2 separate regions of the Sus scrofa genome follow, and region 1 is linked to region 2. A link is a contact called in public HiChIP or PLAC-seq data. All regions are on one chromosome and are shown on one strand. The core of a region is the stretch at or near the end of the contact, and the rest is flanking DNA. Distances in the headings are between cores, read along the strand shown. Region 1 overlaps MRPS27 (28S ribosomal protein S27, mitochondrial). Region 2 overlaps MAP1B (microtubule-associated protein 1B).

Region 1 (2,935 bases), core at 61-2,560, 120 kb before region 2:
TGAAGTCATCTGGGCCTGGAGTTTTCTTAAGATTTTAAATTATAAATTAGTTTTTAAAAACTAATGTAGTTTTATTTTATGTTTTTTATTATTGGTGAGATTGACATGTTCTCAATGTAGTTTTATTTTATATTTTTTATTATTGGTGAGATTGATATGTTCTTACATGCTTAAAAGCCATTCCAAATGCTGTGAACTTTCTTTTCTTATTTCTTATCCTGTTTTTCTGCTGAGTTACTGGTCTTTTTCATTGATTTGTAGGACCTCTCAATGTTTAGGGAATAGCCTTGAGTTGATTGATATTTTTCTCAATTCTTTTTTTTTTTCTTTTAATTTGCTTCATGGTAGGTTTTGCTAGGTAGACGTTTTAATTTTTTATGTAACTAAAGGGATCAATCTTTTCTTTTATGGGTTTTGCATCAGGCTAAGAGTGACACTCTATCCCAAGACATTTTCCCATATTTTCTAAAAGTGAACATATGCCTTTTTTTTAACATGTAAATATGCAGTTCACCTGGAATTTATTTGTGTTTAATTATGTAAGGTACAGATTCATATATACACATACCCTTACCCATGCCTAATGCAAATAGCTACCCAGTTACCTTAATGCCATTTACCGAATAATCCATATTTTGCCTACTGATATGAATGCTGCCTTATCATATATTAATTTCTTGTTTGGGTTTCTGAACTTTCTGTGTTTGTTGTTCCACTGATCTGCCTTTTCATTTATTAGCATCGTCTTTGTTTTAATTATTGTGGCTTCTTACTGTGTTTTGATATCTGATGATGAAGTCCACAATTCTGGCCACTTTGCTCAGCCTCCATCATTCCCCTTTTCCTTTGTTTAACACTCTTGTTAATTGTTAGAAATGTTTTGCAGATACCCTATTTGAATATACATTGTCTTTCCTCCCTTGTTGGGAGGCTCAAGTGATGGTTGAAAGTCTCAGATATGTGACCAGGACACCAAAGAGCTTTTAAGGCATGCTTGTGCAAATAAAAAAACTGCCTCTTCTAGGCAGAGAAATTAGAGAAAAACCACCTTTTTTTCTGAAAGATGCAGCCTTGTATTTGCTTACACACTTACTAGGACTGATTTTTGTCCCTGTTCCCACTTTTGGGCTACTTTACAAAGTAAACTTGTACATAACAATTTTGAATTGTACTGCACCATATGAATAATATGGTCAATGAAAGAATTACCAAGAAAGCCAGATGCCTCTTCCTTCCTTTGTCTCTTCCTTCCCATCGGAGCTGCTGGCTTCAGAGCCGGCTGGTTACATCATTTTCAGTAATGCGCGTCCTTAAGAGGGAGTGCAAATGGCTGTTCACACAGACTCCCTGCTTTCAGGAATGCTCAGCCAGAGTGGGATGAAATGAACAAAACTCTCAAAAGTCCATTTGGCCACCCATCAATTGGAGCGGAATTGTGGGTCGTCAGAATAAAGGTCTACTAATACAATTACCTTTGCCGGTATGAATGTACGTTGTCATCTCATTTTTGTTTATCTTTCTAAAATAAGAGCCTGCAAAATTGAAAGAGCAGATACTGTTTTTGCCCTTCGTTTGTAGATGAAAGATGTAGGCCAGAGAACTTTTCCAAAGTCAAACAGCTAGTGGGTGACAGCAGAGGGCAGTCATCCTAGATCTTTTGAAGTTCTGGTTCTTCCTCTGAGCCTTTTCCCCATATCACCCAATCTCATAAAAACATTATTTGTCAGCTCCACAAACATTCATGCATATTAAATTTAAATTATGAAATTGTGGTGATGTGTTTCATTCTCCTGAAAGTACATTCTCATGTTTCTGGCTAGGTGTTCATATCACCGTCCCTAGTGGTGCCAAAACATTTTCCTTCCTATTCAAAAACAATCATGGGGTAAAGAGAATAATAAAATCTTTTCAAGGACAAAGGCAGAATTTGCCTGATGTTTGTTTTGATTCACTAGCAAGCCTCTGGGCTTTTAGAAGATTGGAAGAAAGAATGATTTGAAAGTAAGGCTATATTCTGATATAGTTCTGTGGTAAATTACGTTTGTCATGTTTATGATTCTGAAATTTTATTGTATTTTAAGGAGCTTTGACTTTTAGATCTTTTTCTTTTTCTTTTCCCCACCAAAAGAAGAGTTTTTAATTTTGGATGAATATAGGTTTGAAACCAAGTAAGGAAACTGCTGAGGCTAGTTTTGGTGCCCATGTTGTTGCTGAAGCTGGAGTCACTGTGAAAGTGGTTTTTAATGCCTCTCTGTAATTTTTTCCCTTCTCTCTTTTCATTTCTAAGTATTACTTTTCTGTGCCTAATTGTTTAGCTCCGCAGTTAGATCATTTTGGCCACGTACTTTGTAGTGATTCACAAAGTTCACCTGGAAAGTTTTTGGAAAGCAACATCTGAGCACACTTTTTTTTTTTTTTTAAGATCTTGATATCTTATTACTGCAAGATAGTACAGATTCTTTTTAATTTGTTTTGATATCTGTATCTTTGGCAGCAGTAAGTTTGATTTTGGGTGCAGATATTTGTGACTTTGGATAAAATGTACTTCTGGAGAACCACCGATCTAAGGTGAACTTTTTATTATATCTTGATTTTGTATTCCCAGCACTTATCTGTGCCTGGAGCATAGTTGAGGCTCAATAAATATTTGTTGAATAAAGTCTGTAAGCACATTAACATCATTTAAAACCCTGACTACGTACACTTTGTCTTCTTCTGTTTGAACCCATTGTTTGACTAAGGACAGATTTTTAGACAATTTCAAATAAATTTCATTGTGAAACAGAATATCAGTCTAGGGAAGTGGTGTGGTTGGCAGTAAGCCCTGGACTGCAAGTTCCATGTGGTTCTACCAAAATGATTTTTATAGTCTGATGCTTGTCATGTCACAGCCTTGCTGACCTCAGTTTCATCATCTTTAAAATGAATATAGAAA
Region 2 (3,067 bases), core at 545-3,044:
TCTCATGCTGTGTAGATGACCATTTTCCACTGGGCTTGCTATCATTTTCTTTAGAGGCCAAGGCCCTCGCCTTCAACAGTCCAGGGGGTAAAATCTGCACAAAGGTGGCTCTCAAAAAATATTAATAAACGGAGCTGAGGAGGGAGTCTGTCCCAGACAGCGTCCCCCACAGCTGTACAGAACGTGATCGGCACTGACAGGGAGGGTAATTCACAGGCAGCCTAGAGACAGGCAGCGATGGGCCCTCCTCTGAAATCACGCACAAGTGCCAACAGTCTCCGGCGACTCAGGTGGTCAAGAGAAAAGAGGGCTCTGTGTTTCAGCCGTAAGAAGGACTGCATTCCAGGGCCCCTCCCACACAGCCGCTTCTCGACCATTCCTATTTGGGGCCTAAACTATCTCTCAGAGGTGTTCCTTGGCTCATTTCTCCCCTGGCACCCCCCAAAACACTGTCTGCAAGATTCAAGCATAACGTGTCCTGTGTCCAGAAGGTCTCTATCCAGCAGTCTCCACTCTAAGACACGCAGGCTAGAATTCAGTGGAAAAGAAAAGAAAAGAGCTCCAAAATAAATCCCACAAAGTCAAAGCCCTAACGCTCAAGAACTTTATGCAAGGGAAATGGCTCAAAGTTGATCGCACAGGATCAAGCTTCTTCTCTCTTTTTTTCCTCCCCTAGATATGAGGCCTAATAGGCTTAGTTGCTGGATTTCGAACCTACTACAGATGCAAAAGAACAAGAGAAGGAAGATGCCAAAGAGCGTTCCCCCTAGACTCTGTGCAGGGTGTGCAAACAAGGCCTCCCAGCACTGCCTCGCCGTGGAGCCCTAAAAAGGAAACGTATTTGTTTGCCCCTTGGATTGCATTGAACCTTCTCTTCATATACAGCATCTCAACAAGGCGCTGTATTCTTCTGTTACTAAATTCTGGGACTGAGAGTTCACCTTTTCTTGTCTGAGAATCCTGGTCAAACTATATTGTGCGTGAGCGTGCGCGTGAGCGTGCGCGCGAGCGCGCACACACACACACACACACACTCACACCCCTTAAAAAGAACAGAAAAATGCTTTATTAAAACTCAAATATACGGACATCTAGACAAACTTTTCACCACTGATTTCGCACAAAACCCAGAAAATAAATACCCTGGCTTAGAGGATGTTTATTTACTCTGGCCGCCCATCAGAGGTTCTAGGTTATCCCTGTGTTAAAGGACAGTGAGAGGTTTCCCAGAAGCCTCCTCGGCTAAAGAAAGCAGGGGAATGAGAAAAGGCAGGCCCCACCCACAGGTGGGTAGGCCCCACCTACAGGGAGCAGGCCCCGCCCACAGGGAGCAGGCCCCCGCCTACAAGCCGGCAAGCCTGGGCTTCACAATCTCTCAACTGCATGTAAGCAGTGCCCTGACCCCCACCCCGCACAGGGCTCTTAATCAATCACTCCTCTTCTAGGCTTTAAGAGGTCCGATTGGCCCTAGGCCCCCAGTCAGTTTATGGGAGGTAGGAGGGCTGGGGGTCCACAGTAGGCACCGGGAAGGTGGCCCAGCCCCTAGGCTGGACCCCCACTGCTGTCACTCACTCCTCTGGGCGTGGAGCCAAGGTGGAGAAGGTCAGCGAATTGTTTGCTGGTTAAGGTCCCACACGTCTCCTTTGCTTTTGCCCTGTCAGCATTTTAAGATTTAGGGCTGGGGGCTGCGTTCCAGAAATAATAAAAACCGCCCATTTGCAGAAACACGTGGCAGGACTTTACAGCCTCGCAGCCTCTCGGCAGCTGCCAGCGCTGGGAAACAGGGGCAGACAGTGTCTCATCAGGGAGGGCTTCCTTGGTCCAAAGCCTTCAAGATGCAGGGGCAGGTCGGCCAGATCCAGTGCAAATGATGGATTTGCTGTTGCCTCCACAGTAATCCAGTATTAGGGTGGAACGGATTGGAAAGGGTATGTTTTTCTTTTTCTTTTTTAACCAAGCCTCTTGGTAATATGATATCATTGCCTTGCCTTAGGCTTTCCTTTCTTTTCTCTCTTTCTTTTTTAAAGCCGTGATCCTCTTACAAACCAAACATAAAATAGTCTCAAAACCTCTCCATATAAGGAGTTTCAGACAGACTGATTCTACACAATGTTTCTTGGGCTCAATGGAGAAAGTCATTCTAGGGCACTTTCAAGCTTTCTGAGTCATGCAATACGGGACTGAGAGGGTTATTCTCTTAGGAAAAGAGCTGAAGTTTTCTAAGCTCCGGGCTGGCCACGAATGGGAAAGGTCACTCTGGCTACCAGTCCCTGCTTGATGCATTAATGATTTTAAGAGACCTCTGTGGCCTGCAGACAGGGCTGCCCTGCCGGTAAACTGCTCATACAAAGGCTCTCAATTCAGGTCTTTTCATCTATTTCTAACTGGGCATCGGAGACCATGAAAAACCTGCCAAAAAAGATTAAAGACGTGGCTATCAAGACTTGTTCAAGGACCTCCAACCCCTTAAATTCTGGAGCGCTGGGTGACAAGTGTTCAGCTTGCTGGCCCTGCTCTGAGGTGTGTCATGGTCCCTAGCAAATCAAAGGCAGAAAAGAGCGGAAGAGACAAAAGATGGGAGGAGACAAGGGAAAAAGCTAGAGGGCAGGAGAAAGGCGAAGTGCAGGAACACACGGGGAGACACAGGGTGGGAGTGGAGCCTAGGGTGCAGGGCACCCCTCCCTGCACTGGCCTAGGTGATGCGCCAGGAGACGCCAGAAGAAGCATATGATGTTGTGGGCATCCGCAACAGCTAAGTGGTCCAGAAGGTGGGCAGATTAGACAGTGCACTGCCCCCACCCCCAGGAGTTGGTGCCTAGAGCTGGTTTACTATACGGGCCTCCCTTTAGTCTTTTTTTGGCCACGCCTACAGAATACCGAAGTTCCTAGAACAGAAATCTATTGACTCTGAGTTGCAGCTGCGACCTACGCCACAGCTGGGGCAACACCAGATCCTTAACCAGGCACCGGCCTAGGGATAGAACCCACACCACCAGAGACAACGCTGGGTCGTTAAGCCATGGCACCACAGGGGGACCTCCCTGTGTGGTCATCCTTTCAACCACAA

What was found. HiChIP or PLAC-seq counts read pairs in DNA pulled down with a chosen protein or histone mark.
Region 1: an H3K27ac HiChIP or PLAC-seq map of skeletal muscle shows a contact between it and region 2. The contact joins two enhancer-like sites. A contact is called at or near these places in 11 of 47 Hi-C or Micro-C datasets (alveolar macrophages, brain, fetal heart ventricle and 6 more) and 1 of 2 datasets of contacts at active chromatin or transcription factors (skeletal muscle).

The regions. Positions count from the first base shown.
Region 1 is chr16:48,556,101-48,559,035 of Sscrofa11.1, reverse strand. All of the region lies in intron 8 of MRPS27 (28S ribosomal protein S27, mitochondrial), which reads left to right. Among named protein-coding and RNA genes, the nearest start is that of PTCD2, 47 kb to the left of the region's middle. Within about 2 kb of position 1,310, at least 17 of the 83 cell types and tissues checked have an H3K27ac peak or open chromatin away from gene starts, as enhancers often do. A contact at or near this core is called in skeletal muscle, where this site is marked.
Region 2 is chr16:48,438,443-48,441,509 of Sscrofa11.1, reverse strand. The region is part of intron 2 of MAP1B (microtubule-associated protein 1B); the gene reads right to left. Among named protein-coding and RNA genes, the nearest start is that of MAP1B, 37 kb to the right of the region's middle. Within about 2 kb of position 1,794, at least 33 of the 83 cell types and tissues checked have an H3K27ac peak or open chromatin away from gene starts, as enhancers often do. A contact at or near this core is called in skeletal muscle, where this site is marked.